Regions from separate parts of the Cricetulus griseus genome. Here region 2 is linked to region 1. The links are chromatin contacts, called in public Hi-C maps. All regions are on one chromosome and are shown on one strand. Each heading gives the region's core, a stretch centred on a gene start, on an enhancer-like site or on the middle of the called end of the contact. The rest is flanking DNA. Distances are from core to core; before and after follow the strand shown.

Evidence for each region. Hi-C and Micro-C count contacts between places; a contact is called where the count stands out from the background.
Region 2: a contact with region 1 is called in a Hi-C map of fibroblasts, with 6 times the contacts expected there. The contact joins the promoter of LOC113836795 here to the promoter of LOC113836797 in region 1. A contact is called at or near these places in 2 of 8 Hi-C or Micro-C datasets (the CHK-Q cell line and fibroblasts).

Annotation. Positions count from the first base shown.
Region 1 is chr7:77,887,146-77,890,341 of CriGri-PICRH-1.0, reverse strand. It overlaps LOC113836797 (heparan sulfate glucosamine 3-O-sulfotransferase 3B1), which reads left to right and starts at 1,529. Exons shown (of 2, transcript XM_027427154.2): 1 at 1,529-2,082. The coding sequence starts at 1,529.
Region 2 is chr7:78,374,076-78,377,271 of CriGri-PICRH-1.0, reverse strand. LOC113836795 (heparan sulfate glucosamine 3-O-sulfotransferase 3A1) reads right to left here and starts at 1,496. Exons shown (of 2, transcript XM_027427152.2): 1 at 937-1,496. The coding sequence starts at 1,496.

The DNA.
Region 1 (3,196 bases), core at 280-2,779:
AGGCCCCAACTTCAGCATCCCTACCTTCCTAACTCTGAACTTCTGCGTAGGAATTTGGCACTACCGAGCACTAGCGCCCGGGTTCCTGCACCAGCGCTGACAGTTTCTACGAAGACCTCGTCCCCGCCACTCCCTTGGACAAAGGTGCGAAATTAGGAAGAATTTCACTATTAAATAAGTGCTACTCACTACTCGTGGATGTGCCTCATATTGACATTTGACTTAAAAAAAAAAAAGGTTACTGGAGAAAAACGCCTAAGAATCAATGTCATAGGTCAGAAAACCAAATAATTTCCTAAGCGGGGCAGATACTGGCGTTATTGTTTATTTAAGAGAAAGGGAAGTTAGAGTATTTATCAAATTAGTGTTGCCAAGGAACAGATACCCATATAAAACCTCCTACATGCGACTTAAAGTTTCAGCTAAGGTCTTACAATTAAGCAGACCACTTCCCTCCCCAGTCCTTTCAAGACAGTTTGGAAAGCACTACGTAGAGTTTAGTCTATCCCGGTTAACCCGCAAGCCCAAGGAGACCGCTCTCAACAAATATTAAAATAGGCTGGGGAAAAGGTTGTCAGTGACTTTCGCCCAGATTTTCCTAGCTTAAACTTCCTAAATCGGCGTCTGTTGGGGCCCTCCCCTGTTGTTGCTTGATATATGTCGGGTTGGCTTTCCCTCTTCCATCCCAATCTCTGCTCTGCAACTCTTACAGTCAGGTACCGGATGGCGGAACTCTTGGATGGGGACTGCACAAGACGACTACAGCCAAGGCTGGCTCTAGGATCGAGTGCAGAAAAGCGCGCGTGTACAGGGGAGCGCCACTCAACTGGGTGGGACCTCTTCCAGCGCTGGGTCACTCCAGCATCTTCACTATCTGCTCCTGTCACCAGCCGGTGGCCCTGCCTCCCCAAGCCCGCCCCTTGGGTTCTGAAGCCAATAGTAACCCCAGACTGCTCTCCCCCCCTTTCCGAGCCCTTTCCACACCCCCACGTTCCTAGAGACGATTGGATGTTTCGACTTGGTGAAGCTCTGACATTTGCATGCTGCTCGCGGTTCCTGGTAGGTAGCGCGGCCCGTCACTCGGAAGGCCGGGACCGCCCACTCCACCTCAGTGCGGAGCTCTCTTCCTGCGCAGTTCTCCTCCGCAGCCTCTGCGGGCAAGCGCCGGGGCTGCTCTCAATCTCCTGGCTGCAAGGAGGCAGCCCCGGCGAGCTGCCGTGCGCCCCGTCCAGAGTATCCGGGGTACGGGGTACAGCATCCTCCGCAGCGCGTCTACCCGCAGTTCCCGCCGCCCGGACTTTGCATTCCAGTGCCGGGTTCTGGTGGGCAACATGTCAAGAGTCGTCGCTGCTGCAGCTGCCGCCGCCACCCGGGGAAGAGCCGCAGCCTCGGCAGCCGCGCGCACACGAGGGCAATAAACCGAATCCCTCGGGCGCAGAACGGCAGGGGACCGTCCCGGTGCTCTCGGCTCCGGCAGGACTCGAGCCATGTGCTGAGCCATGCCCCTGGCCGCGCCCGCGGGCCGCGCATGGGGCAGCGCCTGAGCGGCGGCCGGTCCTGCCTCGATGTCCCGGGCCGGCTCCTGCCACAGCCGCCGCCGCCCCCGCCGCCGGTGAGGAGGAAGCTCGCGCTGCTCTTCGCCATGCTCTGCATCTGGCTCTACATGTTCCTGTACTCGTGCGCCGGCTCTTGCACTGCCGCGCCCGGCCTGCTGCTCCTGGGCTCGGGATCCCGCGCTGCTCATGCTCAGCCTGCTCTGGTCACAGCTCCGAATGAGACATCCCCTAAGATGCCTTTTCGGGGGCCGCCGGCCAACTCACTGGCTGTAGGCAAGGATAAGACAGTAGTCGCCAGGAGCCAGGAGGAGCAGAGTCCGGAGGTACCGGACTCCCCCAGCCCCATCTCCAGCTTCTTCAGCGGCTCCGGGAGCAAGCAGCTGCCGCAGGCCATCATCATCGGCGTGAAGAAGGGTGGCACGAGGGCGCTACTGGAGTTCCTGCGCGTGCACCCCGACGTGCGCGCCGTGGGCGCCGAGCCCCACTTCTTCGACCGCAGCTACCACAAGGGCCTCGCCTGGTACCGGTAAGTTTCTTTTCCAGGGACCGCTGCACTGGCCGCGATCCCGACCGTGAGCCCCCACAGAGCCGATAATCGTCAGGTGGGGAGGGTACAACTTAGGGCAATCGAAGGAGGGCAGGGACCGAAGAGCGAATTCACCTTGCGGGTGGGCGGTGGCAGAGAATCCCGGTGCACCAGGCTAGGCTGTGACAGCAACTTACAGAAACTTGTAGCGGGGCGCGGTGGCTCCGCTGCGCGCTAGAATCATTCAGGCGACCTGGCTGCAAAGACACCGGGCAGCTACTGGGAAAGTGCCAGAGGAACCGTCTACCCTCCAGCGGTGGCAATATCCCACTCGAATAACTCGGCTAGGATTTTGTTGTCGTTCTCGCAGCCCGGGACCTGGGAAGGAGTGCTGTGGCAGTGTTGTGCGCCTCTGGGTCGCAGCCTCCTCCATACACCAACCGCTAGAGTCGCTTCTGTTGCCCAGATGCGGAGAAGGGCGCAGGCTAAGGCACCGCGCCAAGGCCGCCTCGAGTCTGTTAACTTTTTGTTACAATTCTCCTTGTTACCGGAACCCGAAGGGGTCTGATCCGCTTGGCTAGCGAGCCCCTTGTGTTTGGGAGGGTGGCGAGGTGGCTGCGCGGCTTTGCTGGCTGCGGCGCGCCGGGCGTGGAGCTGTGCTGGTCCCTGTCGGGCAAAGGCGAGCACTGCAGCCCGCAGCCACTTCGAAGGCTTCTGGGCGCCCTAGGAGCTACCGGTGCGTTGCTCCTCCCGGGTCTCTGAGCGGAGAGAGCTGGGCAAGTCCTCGAGTTTCCGCGGACCTAGTACATGTCCAGGCTCAAAGGAGATCCCTGGACCATTGATTGAGAAATGGGGGTTGCCTCGAGGTCGTGGCTTCCGGATGTGAGTCCAGTTCCAAAGGGACCCAGACTCCGGGGTCACAATCCCGACCTCTGCCCACTGCATCCCATGTTGCTGGTCTGGTGTGAGCTGCTGGAGGGGGTCACACCCCAGTCTCCGGAAACCCGGTCGGGTCCCCAGACCCTTAGGTCACCACCCAGCCTTTGCGTCTCCCACGAGTTTTTTTCCAGCCCCAATTACTTTCAAAGAGGGTCACGACTTTCGAAAACAAGGA
Region 2 (3,196 bases), core at 247-2,746, 490 kb before region 1:
GCCCGGCTCCGGTTTATGAATGATTCCTTCCGTGTATCTCAATTGTGTCATAACTTTTCTAATATTGTTTCAGTTATAATGAGAATGAATATTTTATGAACAGGCTGAACTTTATAAAATGGGAAAATTCTAACCATATGATTTTTCCTTGAACTTGGAGGAGGGGGGTGGATCAGTATTTTTACCTCAAACTAAATCCAGGCCACGCTAGAATTTATTGGAGTTTAGCTAACTCTTACATTATAGGTGATCTGAATTTGACACTGGCAAATAAGCTTACCTTGTAAATGAAGTTCACTCTTCACTGCATTTTCCTATGATTCTTTATTTTTTTAATCTCTTCCCCCTTTTAAAGTTAGCAGTCTTATTTGTAAAGATAATTTTTCGGAGCTCTTTAGAGACGTTTCTGTCAGGCCAACGGTATTACCAAGGAAATGTTCTTTAAAACCCAGCGACTGGCTGCTGGCCCTTGTTGGGACATAGATTATCTAAACTACATGAACTCCCGGGCACTTGACACTTTTACTAAGTCTCTATATGACTTACCACCTTGGACAACTATCAGGCAAAAGGTCAAGGCAAATAAAGATCATGTTAACCACAGGGTATTACCCCAAAGATAAAGGAAGAGAAACAAGCTTCCTTTGCTGAGATAGCTCAGTAATGACGAACAGGTTTCTAACTTTAAAGAAAACTCTCTCCCGCCTTTCTCTTTATTTTCCTTTATCTAAATACAAGGGTGACTTCGGTATGTTTTTAGGATTAAAATCAAGACAACAGCCTTTCCTCTCTCAATCTGCCCCTCCCCAAAGGAGAGGGGAGAGAATGAAAGCCCTAGTTGGGGACAGCTACTGCTTCCCCTTTGCCACCCTTCCCAAGTCTCCCCCTCTGGTCAGCCTGCACTCCGAAATGCCCATGAGGGGCTCCCAAGCTCACCGGTACCAGTCGAGGCCCTTGTGGTAGCTGCGGTCGAAAAAGTGGGGCTCGGCGCCCACTGCGCGCACGTCGGGGTGCACGCGCAGGAACTCCAGCAGCGCCCTCGTGCCGCCCTTCTTCACACCAATGATGATGGCCTGCGGCAGCTGCTTGCTACCCTCATCCAGGAGTAGGGCCAGGGTCCCCGACTGGGCCTCTGCCACGCTGCTTCCCGCCCCAGAGCCTCCTGGAGAGGCGGCCAGCCCCGGGTTCTGCTCGTCCTGGTCGCTGTTGTAGCCTGGCCCGGGCCGCCCGCGCCTCCGCCGCTGCCGCAGCTGCAGGAGGCGCTTCCTTTGCGCCCCCGCGGGCCACGCCGCCAACTCCCTCGGTCCTGCAGGGACACCGCGCCCCGGGACTCCAGCGACGGGGCCTGACCCGGGCTGGCAGCGCTCGGCCAGGCAGTAGAAGACATAGAGGGAAGTGAGTAGCGAGCAGAGCATCAGCAAGAACTTCCTGAAGATACTGCGCGACAGTGGCTCAGCCGGGCTGGGCTGGGCACCGGCGGGGCCCGAGGGGGCCATCCTAGCCGAAGGCGACTGACGACGCGCGGGCCATGCTAGGCCGGGACTGTGCCGGGTGCCCTGCCATCCAGCTCGCTGCCCTGCGGCCACATCGCCCGAGCGCCACTGCGTGCGCAAGAGCTGCCCCGCGGGGCGGCGGCCAGAGCTGGAGCGGGGACCAAAAGCCGCGAGCCCTTCTCGGGGTCCCGGGCTCCGGACGAAGGGGCAGAAAGGGGTTCGGGGCCGTGCTTAAGAAACCATCGTCTCGGGTCTGAAATGTGACCGAGTCCTGAGCCTAGCTGGGCAGAGCTCGGCGCTCTGGGTCCCGAGAGTCGCTGGTCAAGACAGTGCCGCAGAGGTGGCAAAGGCGCTGGGCTCAGCAGGGTCCTCAGTGGCCACTTGGTGCGGATCTGTCCTCAGCGACCGTGCATCCTTGGCTCGGTCCCAGTGGAAGGGACGCGGAGTTGCCGGACCGCAGAGCTGTGTGCGCTCTGGACAAAGCGAGTGACCGTTTTTCCCCAGCCGCTGGCTGCTCTGTTCTCCTGGCCCTCCCAGGAGCGCACTCTGGGTCTCAGCACGGAGCCAGGTCCCCTTAGCCTCTCTGTCTGAGTAGAACTCGAGTCTTCTGGCCTCTTGGGGCGCTCCGGAAGTCTACCCACTCCTCTGGGGCCCCAGCTGGGAGCTGCCTGGAGTGGACCCTCTGCTGGGGACCTGTCAGCGGCCGCTGCCACTGTGCTCCTAGATACTCCCTGCAGCCTCCTTGGCCTCTACCGCCACACGTGGGACGCGAAGGAAGGCAAACTTGGTGGTGACGTCAATGGCCCAGACTAGACCAACCCAGGGATCCGCGTTGGGGTGCCGAGCAGAGGCACAGGGCCGAGCTAGAGGGGCCAGAGGGGTGGGACAGGAAAAAAAAAAAAAAAAGGTGGCGAGGCTCCGCCCAATACACTGGAGAGGGCGGGGGCAACAGAGGCGACGCCCCTCCCCACCACCAGGTCTCTGGGCCGCTGTCAGACTGACAACTAGGGCCTGTGCCATTGTCCGGGTCTGCTGCCCACCACTTCAGCCCCTAGCCGCCCGATTAGGGTTTCCCAAGCCTGTCCAGGTCAGTTTAGCCTTTCGCGGCCTTGGCGCCCCCTAGATCCCAGTTCCCTGCTTCCACTTGTCCCAGGTTCTGCATCCCTACCCTTCTCCAACCAATCCATCCCATCCTCTCCTCATCCCAGAGACTTCTGAAGTTTTGTTTTCAGGAGTTCCTGGAGGCAGGCCACGGCCTGATTTGTCTGGGCAAAGAGAATTCTTCGGGGTAGGTGGACTTCTACTTTACCGTCCACCGAGGCCTCTTGATAAGCCGCATTTTGCTTTTTCCTTTGGACTTACTTAAAAGGATTAAGAGTCACTCAGAACCTAGAAAGGAACCCCTTAGGAAACATCCTAAATAAATCAAAAGTAGAAATTAAGATTTTTAAAAATTTGGGTTCGATCCAAATCATATACCCGGTTGTCAGTAAAGTTTAATACTTTGTGGGTGTGCACCTTGCGGTATGTGAGGCTGTGTTTGCACTCTTTGAGAGTTACGATTCCTTTCATAAACAGTGGTTTCCTCTTCCTGTTTCTTCCCCTGACCCTGGATACCCTTCCTGTGGCCCCAGAGCAGGTCACAAAGAGGTAAAATCTGCCCCTTGCTGACTCCTGGGGAGGTGGTCAGTAGAATCTGCAGA